Regions from separate parts of the Ovis aries genome. Here region 2 is linked to region 1. A link is a contact called in public Hi-C data. All regions are on one chromosome and are shown on one strand. The core of a region is the stretch at or near the end of the contact, and the rest is flanking DNA. Distances in the headings are between cores, read along the strand shown. Region 1 overlaps GRIK4 (glutamate ionotropic receptor kainate type subunit 4). Region 2 holds the start of TECTA (tectorin alpha).

Evidence for each region. A called contact is a pair of places that touch in the nucleus more often than the background predicts.
Region 2: a Hi-C map of hypothalamus shows a contact between it and region 1, with 3 times the contacts expected there. The contact joins the promoter of TECTA here to the enhancer-like site in region 1. A contact is called at or near these places in 2 of 16 Hi-C or Micro-C datasets (hypothalamus and liver).

The regions. Positions count from the first base shown.
Region 1 is chr15:31,292,604-31,297,945 of ARS-UI_Ramb_v3.0, reverse strand. It overlaps GRIK4 (glutamate ionotropic receptor kainate type subunit 4), which reads right to left. Exons shown (of 21, transcript XM_042232998.1): 14 at 1,900-2,009. Among named protein-coding and RNA genes, the nearest start is that of TBCEL, 74 kb to the left of the region's middle. Within about 2 kb of position 1,870, at least 16 of the 54 cell types and tissues checked have an H3K27ac peak or open chromatin away from gene starts, as enhancers often do. A contact at or near this core is called in hypothalamus and liver, where this site is marked.
Region 2 is chr15:31,448,227-31,453,350 of ARS-UI_Ramb_v3.0, reverse strand. It overlaps TECTA (tectorin alpha), which reads right to left and starts at 1,847. Exons shown (of 23, transcript XM_042232999.2): 1 at 1,784-1,847. The coding sequence starts at 1,847.

The sequences.
Region 1 (5,342 bases), core at 621-3,120:
ACAGGCCCAAGGAGGGTAGGTGGCACCAAGCGGCACACGCAGCACCCTGTGATGATGACCAGGTTGTAAGCAAGGCCTTTCCCCCTTTGGCTGGGTCTCAGGGGTCGGGAACGACTTCCTGAACCTGGCTTTGATCTCCACTGGAAGAGGCATGGAGTGGGTGATGCCATGCCTCTTGGGCAGGTAGGGAACTGCCCTAGGGGTTTGTACTCCGAAGATCCTTGGGGCTCCATTTTCATTTTTTAAAATTCATTTTTAACTGGGGGGAAATTGCTTTACAATGTTGTGTTGGTTCCTGGTGTGTGTGTGTGTCTGTGTGTGTGTGTATGTGTGTGTCTGTTAGTTGTTTGGTTGTGCTTTGAGAGCCCACCAACGTAGCCCACCAAGCTTCTCTGTTCATGGGATTCTCTAGGCAAGAATACTGGAGTTGGTAGCTATTTCCTTTTCCAGGGGATCTTCCCGACCCAGGGATCGAACCTGGGTCTCATGCATTGCAAGCGGAGGATTCTTTACCACCTGAGCCACCAGGGAAGGCTGGTCTCCTCTGTGAATGAGTGAGTGAGTGAAGATGCTCAGTTGTGTCCGACTCTTTGCGACCCCATGGACTGTAGCCTACCTACCAGGCTCCTCCCTCCATGGGATTCTCCAGGCAAGAGTACTGGAGTGGGTTGCCATTTCCTTCTCCAGGGGATCTTCCCTACCCAGGGATCGAAGAAACCAGGTCTCCCACATTCCAGGTGGATGCTTTAACCTTTGAGCCTCCAGGGAAGCCCAGTGATGGAAATCACCCATAATTATACACGCATCCCCTCCCTCCTGGGAGTTCCATCTTCTAGCTGGAGGGAGCACAGGCTCCCCTTGAGCAATGAATAAACGTGCTTCTGGGGAAGACCCCACCTCATAGAGGTGGACCATTCACCTCAGAATAGGCCAGCGCTGCCCCTGTAGCCCCAAGGCAGAGGAGAGCAGACAGCTGGACCAGAGCCACTGTCAGCCCCCTAGACTCTCAATCTGAGTGGGTCTTGGCTCCCCTGAGGTGATCAGCTGAGTTCTGAGCAGGAAGCAGGGCTCTGTATGAATGACCCTGAACCACGGGAGCTGGCTCTGCCTCTGGATAGTAAGTGGGCTCTTCTGAAGCCCAACTTAGCCTCAGAGAGAAATGACCCTCTCTGCGCATCCTCTTGGGATGCTCCTTGGCTTCTTCCTGGGCTCAGGGACACTCTCTCGTGTCCAGGGAGATGGGGGATGGGTTTCTTGTCCTCCCCGACCCTGGATCTGGACCATGTGTCTCAACTCAGCGCTGCTTGCCAACACTGCTCTCCATCCTGCCCTGCTGCTGCCAGCCTCCCTGCACGGTCTCCATTCAACAAGGCAGCTGTGTTTTCACAGACAGACCGGGCTGGGGAAGGGCCAGGCCCTCTGCAGAGGAGGCCGTCTCCCTTGCCTGTGTCACTGAGGCTGCCGGTTCCCAACTCCGGATTTGCAGCCTCTGTTTCCTGTCACTCAGCACTTTGTGGCAGGTCCTGGCGAGGACAGATGCCAGGGCAGCCAAAGGCAGAACACTTAATCAGAGTAATCTTCCCACCACCTTCCTCCCCTCCTCTCTCTCCCAAGGCAGGGGGCTGGAGACTGGGGAATGAGAGGGGTAAGAGGCAAGGGGCACAAATTCGGACAAGCTCGCCTGTCTATGTTGTGCATATCAGGGGACGGGCACATAGATGGATGGACGGGCAGTGCCCAGCTGACAGCCGGGCCAAGTGGCTCGGGTCCTGAGCCCGCCTCCCATTCCTCTGGTTTGGGACCAAGGCCGCCCCCTCCTACTCCCACCCCTGCCCGTGCAGTTCCCAGAGGTGGACACGAGATGGCGGTGTGAGGACAGGGAAGGGGAGAAGCCAGTACCGAGCCACGAGGAAGAGGACGCAGCTGACGGCCAGATAGGCTAGAAGCATGAAGAGCCAGACGCCCGGAGAAAATGGGTCCAGGAAGGAGAAATAGCCGGGTCTGCGTCCCTGGAAACGGAGACAGAAACGAGATTCATGTATGCATTCAGTTAGCACAGCCATTGGGCAGGGGAGGGCAGAGGGGTTGGTGAGCTGGGAATGGGCCCAGACTGCACTGCCTTGGGTTATGGGTGATTGGTTTAAATGACACAGGGGCCGAAGGTGTAGAGGGGTCTGCTCTGAAACATCTACATAGCCCTTAACTCAGTAGATGAAACTAAAGAACGGCCCAGGGCCTCATCACTTCCTAGGATGAAGGAGGCTCTGTGCTGGGCAATAGCACAGCACTCAGTGTCCGTTATATGCGTCCCCATGTCCTCCAGGGGCAGCGTGGATAGGCTCTGAAGCACCTTTGAGCTGTTGATGTCCAAGGACATGTAGCCCCCTCTCTGCCACTCACGTCTTTCTTACGAGGATGCTAATTTGATAGGCATGCTTGGTTTTTGGTTTGCAGGGTGATCTCACATACAATGAGACCTTCTCAGGTAAACCTCAAACTGGATGCTGTGTAGCGCCCAGATTCTTATTTTCATTGTATTCGGAAAGAAATCAAAGCCCTAGGGCATTCGAGAGATGTATCCAAAGTTAGACAGCTCATCAGTGGAAGAACTGGGACTCAAATGCACGCTTGCTGACACAAAGCCCAGGGCATCTGATGCAGCCCACGATACTGCAGAAAAACATGGTTGTTCCTAGGCCAGGCAGTCATGGGAGCCAAAGGATGGAGCCAAGAACCAGCCAGAAAGCTGGGGACCACACTCTGGCAGAGGCAGGGGGGCATTTTCTGCAGGAAAGTGAGACGGAACGAGAAGGAAGGAATTTCAGAATCTGCTCCTGGTCTTTAGCAGTGTGGTCTCAGGCAAGTGCACACCCCTCTCCAGACTCCACTGGAGCTGATCTAGATCAAAGGTGATACCCTAGTGACCTGCAGCCCACAGACCACTTGCTTGTTGACTTGTAGTGTTTACTCATTTTGATAAGCTGTCAACATTAAGTGACTAGGATGTTTCCAGAAAAATCCAGATTCTGGCTTTAAAAATGGATGATCTGGCCACATTGGGCCCAATTCTCAACCAGCTGGAGCTGAGTGGTGGCTGTTCACTCAAGACAGGGCCCCACTCTACAGCTCCCACTGCTGCCCTGGCCTTGAACCAGGCTTGCTTCTTCCACTTACTATGAAACCGCTGGAACAGATGCTCCCTAAAGACCATTCTAAATCGAAAATGATATGACTTTATGATTCCAGGAATCTACGAGGTCCACGGATAGGATAGAAAATCAGTGTTAAGCTCAGGAGTGCTATGAACAGGTAAACTTTCAAGTTCAAGGACATATCAGTCATGGCACAACCTGCTGTCAGTATCAAGGTATGTCATTTTGTACTGGGGTTCCCAGACACTACAAGGGGAGCTATCTATGCCAATACTGAGCTAATCTCAATCAGCTTTCTGGGCTTTTGTTATCCAGGGACAGCCAGACCATGAGATAATGCTGAGAAACTGCAGCTAACAACAGCTGCTCCCAAGGCAGCATCTAAGGAGCAGGGGAGACAATGCTGCAAGGCCCTGTTGTATCTGCACAAACCCCAATTGTGGCTGATTTTCAGCTGCTCTTCTGGTGAGTTCTCCATCCCTTCCCAGTGAGCCAATAGACAAATTCCCAAAGCACTTGGGAGTATAATTTTATTCTCCCACTGAGGACACAGTCCAGAGGGTACAGAGTGAAGAAGTCAGAGCTTACCCTCTGCCAGTGGGGCACTGGTTCTTGGATCCTGAAGTCCTTCATCAGTGTGACAGTGCCCCCTGGGGTGGTCTGTCTGAAATTGGATTTCTCTCCCAATGTGGCTTAGACCAGGGAACTGCCCTCTGATACCAACTGCAATTTTTCTGCCTCATGTGTGTTCATGTTGAGCTGCAGAGAACACTCAGGTGACTGGGAAAATAAAACAGCTTGAAGGACAAAGCCCAGTGACCAGGGGAACAGGAGAGAAACAGGGAGAAGACCATTTGAGTATGTACGGCCCTATCACTATGTAAATTGTGTAACAGGAAGAAGGACGCAAGACAGCGGAATTGGAGTCCCTCGTTAGTCATTCTTGTGTCCATCATGGACTAACCATGCCTTCACCATCATCCGAAGAGCCAGTGCAGAGGCAGGAAGGGACAGCATGAGTCTAAAAGGGGGTGAAGATGCTCATTACATCTACACACCTGCTGCAGAAAATCACTAGTTTGGGCCTCTCTTGGGGTCCTTCTATCCCCTGGAGCTTCTCTGGGCAAATGTACATGAATTCTACACCTGTCGCTCATGACTACTTCACTCTGTGTCTCCCAACTGAGAGATATCCAGGAGAAAAAAATTCTTTCATTGTTACTCTCTGAATCTGAAACCCCATTAGATGCTCAATGTCAGAAATCTATCCCTGATTATATCACAATGAATGAAATTGAGGAAAATGACAGCACTATTTAAAGCTGCCATATTTGGTTATGGGTGATAAGAAATGATGCACAGCCATGGGAAAAATTCCTGGAGACTTAAGTTATAAAACATAGAGCATCACACAAACAAGGATCAAGACATAAACAGAGCTCCCCTGGAAACATATCAGTCACGTTGGCAAGGCAACATCTGATTCCACGTGTGACTGACTGACGCCAACCAGAAAAGCAGGGAATGGGCAGTCATTTGAGATGTGGGTCTGGGCTTGCACAGACTAGGCTTGGACTGAGCCCAAGCTGTTTTTATGATGCCAAAGAGAAGTATGTTACTTGCAAGGCTCTGAACGCCTCCCGTTTTTTTTTCTATGTGGATGCTTTCGTTTGCTTCCTTCCCAACAGACATCTGAGTTCCTGGTGCTGGGGGTAGATCAGGAGTCATATGCCACTGGCATTTCTTCCTAATAACAGGTTTTCCTTAACCCAATAGATACATGGATATATGATGGTGACGCTTTTCTTCAGATCTCAGAATGCTTCACTGTGTTCTTTGGATTTCAGTACTCAGTTCTCCATATTGACAGATGGAAGAAATGGGACCCAGGGAGGTTAAGCGCCATGCTCACATCACTGGTGATGGTTTCAATTTCTCTGGAGCTCATTTGTCAAGCTGTGCCATAGGGATACCATGCTCTCCTTCTTTCAAACAGCAGCTGTATCGCATCTTCCTCTCCGTTGTATCTTTACAATTTGCTTCAATAAACTCCCTAATTAATCCTGCGCCTTCTCCCCAATGCCAACAGAATCCCAGCCTACTCAGTCTCGCCCCCTTAAAGTGCTCTAAACATTATTTATTCATACCCATCATCATTTAAGACTCTTGAGAGTCCCTTGGACAGCAAGG
Region 2 (5,124 bases), core at 598-3,097, 160 kb before region 1:
AAAGGAGTCTGGTCTTTAGTGAACACCAGCCTGCAGAAGTCGCTGCAAAGCCAGCCAAAGGAAGGAGCTTTCAGAGGTGCTATAATTAATTTCATCACAGGAGCTCTCAGCCCACGTGCTTTATTTAGTGTCACAATCAGTAGACAAGAAAGGATTCTTTTCTAACAGTCATAATTACATAGACGTAACAAACTCCAAATTCTTAGAAGGGAGGAATTTTTTAAAAATTTCTTTGTGATCCTTATCATAGAATTCTATATAGGTACTTATTAAATTTGAAGGGTAATGAGCTTTCTCAAATTAATAATAATAATAAATCAAATCTTGCTATGGATTTATCCTTCATGGGGAACTTTTTAGGAGTGACACCCAAGTGTAAATAAAGGCCTGATTCACACTGAATTGCAATCATTTGAATGGAAAGAGTAATTTGTATTCAGGGCAGCACTGGCTGAGCTGCCAAGGAAATGGAAACTCCTCATCCCTCTTGGAGGAGACGGAAAACTATGGTCAGAGAGACTGTCTCTAACTTCTCTCTCTGCTCCAAAGGCAATGCAAATTTGCAAGAGTCCTTTCTTCATGAGTGATCCTAAATAGTTCATGATTTTAGACAGGAAAAGAATGGACAATTAACATTTTTCAATATAAGAATACAAAGATTCAGGATATCTAATATTGCAAGTACGTAGCAAATACTTGTTGAATGAAAAAAAAAGATGTTTAATAAAAGATAAAAGAGAGTAGGTTTAAACTACAGTAATTTCCACTTTAAAGTCATTACCATTATAAAAATATGACTTGTTAACAGCATGGCTTATTGATAGCATCAGAGTTAATAAAAGAAAACTCCTTATTTGTGCTGATCTTAAGCAGGGAATTTACAGTAAACATAACTATGTTTCCAGGAGATTTTTTCCCCCAACAAATAAGACATACTTTCTTAGTGCAGTAGTGGGTGAGGGGCAGAGGGACTCATTATTGTGGGGTTTCACACCATGGCCTGCCCGATATAGCTGCTTAAGTTTATCCAACCCTAGAAAAATGGTAGGGCTCCACACGCCTCATACACCTGTTCCCTCAGACTTGTGGTCATGTGTCCGTTCAACTAAACAAACAAAACCAAGACAGACGCTCTAGAATTTTAGTCAGGAACATTTCAAATCAATATAAACTTTCCTACGTTTCTTGTTTAAAATTCAAAAACTGTAGAAAGAAATCCATGCAAGCTTTTACCTACTCCAGGCAATGCTACATAGAGAAAAAAGAGAAATCACGGAGGGGAATAATTTTCTTATTTCACTTGCAGTTTTAGATTTTTGGCCATGGTAAATGGTCACTGAGACTCAAGTCACTGACATTAATGTCATTGAACTTTTCTGATTTTGGCTTAAATAAGTGTTTTTTTTTTTTTTTTAAAGTTTGTGCCACCAGTTCAATGCCTTCCTTGGAATCAGTCATCAGGGACAGGTTGCACATGCACCAACCCTATATACTTTTAATGAAAATAATTTGCATTATCTTAAAGACCAACTCCATTTACATGGGGCAACCTGGTATAAGCAAATTGTGTTCCAAGTAAAATAAGAAAAAGTAGGGATGTAAGTGAACATCATTCAAAGTTAATATATTTTGCCCTTGACAAGAGAATTTAGTTTACATTTTTCTTGTTGTAACAGTAGACACATGTACACCTGCCCTGACAATTATGGCTCCAACAAAAGCGTCTCTTTATAAATTCAAGAGAGTGCTAATCACGAGCTTTATGGAATTTTGTAGTACTCACCTTGGTGCCATACAAGTGCGAAGATGAAAGAGACCCAAATTCTAAGTAATGATGAATAATTCATCCTGGAATTTTAAAAAGAAAAAGAAAAAAATCCCCAGCTTGCCAGAGTAAACAGAACACCAGGTGCATTTGGTGGCAAATCCCAAGACACATCACAAACGTCATAGAGCATTCACATAACAGCAGCAACAGTTCTGAGTTAGGCTGAAGTGCCCTGGATGCTGGCAGGGCCTCTTCAGTTCAATACTTTGTGGACAAATTAGATTCCCCAATGAGAAGCAGTTTGGAAGTGTAATGAATCACTTAAATTGTCAGGAAATTATATAGAATCAATGAGCAAACAACCAGTAAGGAAAGGCATCTCCGCTCCAGCTACTAGAACCCTGAAAACCAGCACCTCACTCTAAAGATGCCTGGTGGGTCTCTAGAACAGACATCCATCCTCTGTGAGACCAGGCTATCTCATTATCACAACAGCTTTCATTCAAGATCCAATAAAAGCCAGTTAAAGCACAGGTGGTCCTACAGGCAGGAGGATTTAGAGTTTGCTGTCCCCTCCTCGAAGGGCGGCTCAGTGGTAAAGGGTCCACCTGCCAATGCAAGAGACGCCGCAGACTCGGGTTCGACCCCTGCGTTGGGAAGATCCCCTGGAGGAGAAAATGGCAACCCATTCCAGTATTCTTGCCTGGAAAATTCCATGGACAGAGGCGCCTGGAGAGCTGCAGTCCATGGGGTCGCAAAGAACTGGACACAGCTAAGCGTGCACACGCATCCCCTTCTCTAAAGTATGGAGCCAGTCCATCATTTTGAAGTGCTGACCAGAGTCGCGGGCAGTATAAGACTCTTGTCCACTGACCATCCAAATGCGAAATAAATAATAGACACATAACAAAAAAAGAATCATGTCAGGATGGCTCTTTGAAATTACGATAAAAATAGAATCCAGTACAAAAGCAAGTCATTAGTCGTGGCAAATTAGTTAGAGAAAGAACATCACAGAAGCGAACTTGTTTTCATTTTAGTTACAATCCGTTGAACCGGTGGCTTTACCCTTGGACAGTCTGTGCCGCTCTGTAGAGCTAAAATGCAAGCTCCCAGTTATACATACACCTGGAACCGAAGCGAGTGTAGAGGAAACCCTGAAGCTTGCTCCCGGCAGCATTCTTAAAAATAAAACCCTTCCCTATTATTGGAAGCTATCACAATTCATCAGCCAAACTTCCAAGGAAAAATCAGTGAACCTCCTCTGCGAGTTTTATTGTAAATCTTCAGCTGTCAAGCACACGCATTGAAATCTCAAGCACACCATAAATATTCGTCAGTTTTGCTGAAAACGTGACTAAGACTTCAGCAGAGATCACACACAGTTTTTAGCAGAAGGAGATGTCAGGCAGGTTTAAGACTGAAGTCCTTAGGGAAAGAGTTCAGAGAGCAGGAAGGAGGATTCATTTAAATATTTGTATTTATGAAAAATGTCACTAACCTGTTCGGCAGGGACTGGAGGAATTGAGTCGGAAATATTAAGCCAAATCTTGGTAAACCCGGAAAAAATTAGGTAAAATAAGAATTTATGTCAGTTCTCCCCCACTTGCTGCCAATTATTTCTGATTCCTGAAATGATGTCTGAATCCCCTTCTCTTAAAACCAAAAATTCAGTTAGTCCTCTGCTAGAGTCAGGTTAAGTGTTGAGTTGCAATCAAGTTTTTTTTCCTATTGATTAAGGAAAAGTAAATCTAAAGATCAGTTTCAGGATTGCGTAGAGAGGTTCTTTTCCTGAAAAACTAGACCTTTTTCTGCCCCCCTCCCCACTCCCACCCCTTAAAAAAAAAAAGTAGATTCAGATGGAAATGTCAGTTACTTGGAGCTGAAACCTTGGTCCTTTCTGATCAGAATCACTTTGCGCTGAAAACACAAAAGAAACCCCCCCTTCTACCTTTGTACCCAAAAAAAGAGAACTGTATAATGTTACAGAATTAGCATCCACCAGCATGATTTTAAAACTACAAACAAAGCTGCTGCCTCCAACATTTAAAAGAAGCTGGTTTGCTACTAAAGGCTTTTTTTGTCTCTCTGGTTTTGAACAATTGCCACTGATAGACTCTACTCTGTATTTTCACAGGTATGCATGAAGTATTTAAAGAAATGCTCTCAAAATTTTCTAGGTTTTATTTCTGCTACTTTGATTCACCCCAGGGCAGAGGATTAGGCCAGGGAATAGGTAAGCAGCGTGAGGCATGATCTTTCACAAAGGAAAAATCAAAGGCTCTGAAAACCTCCAGAGATGCCTAGTGAGGGTCCTCGGAGGGTGTGGGGAAGATAGAACCCCTCCTGATGAAATTTTGTTCTAGGTATTTAAACATCATGAACAAGGCTAAAACTGTTTCCAGTTCTGTCGATGCAGAATGAGAAACATTGGCTAAGGCAGAAACGAAGTTTATTATCCAAAATTATTAAAGTGAGACTTATTTTTTAAAAAAGGAAATCATTTGAATGTAGCAGGGAAAAACTCTCTGTAAATTAATAGGAATTTAAAATTGCTCCAAATTTATCTCTGACCAGACATTTAAATGCCAACTGTGTCAAAAGACATAACTCCAGTTTTCAGTACATTGTCCTAAAATGGACAAGAGGTTTGGGGAACTGATTTTTCAGTCTAAATTAGTCAATATATATTTTTTCCAATATCCTGTGGTAATTCAGTAGGGTTTTTACCCTACTCTCCATATATAATTACTTTCAGATGTGTCAAATATCTATCTATCTTTCTCCAAAAGGCACATATTTATAGAATAGAAAGCCTGACTTTGGGGGTGTCTCTTCCCAGTAAAATTAACTCAAATCCAAGACTCACCTTGAAAAGCATTTTCCTTGCCCAGTCTTTATTAAGGTGTTAGTCCTGTAGTCAATCTAAATGTCATGAAGCAAAATAGCTGGTTCTACTTTAGCAACTCCTAGTGGCATAACTGTTTTGGTCTTCTCTCTTCGTGCACTCAGGGGCATTTGTGTTTAGCCTTTTGATCCATATTAAATGCTTCGTCCTTCTTGAGGCAGGACCGCTCCTGGGTTTAACCAGATACAGAAGATGGCAGTATGCATGGCTCAGAATGGCTGGCTCTGGGTGTGAGCAAGTCAGGTGCCTGAGAGCAGACAGGGCTGATATATCACTGGTTGGGCTGGAGAGCCAGTCAGTGAGTGTGTATTTTAAGTGTACACTCAGTGGTCACAGAAGGGGAAAAAAATGACAAAAATCTCTTTTTATGCCTGTCGGCAGGGGGACTTATTTTGTTGAAGGGGTGAAGTGAGCCAAGATTCGACAAGATTTAGACCTAAGGTGGTGT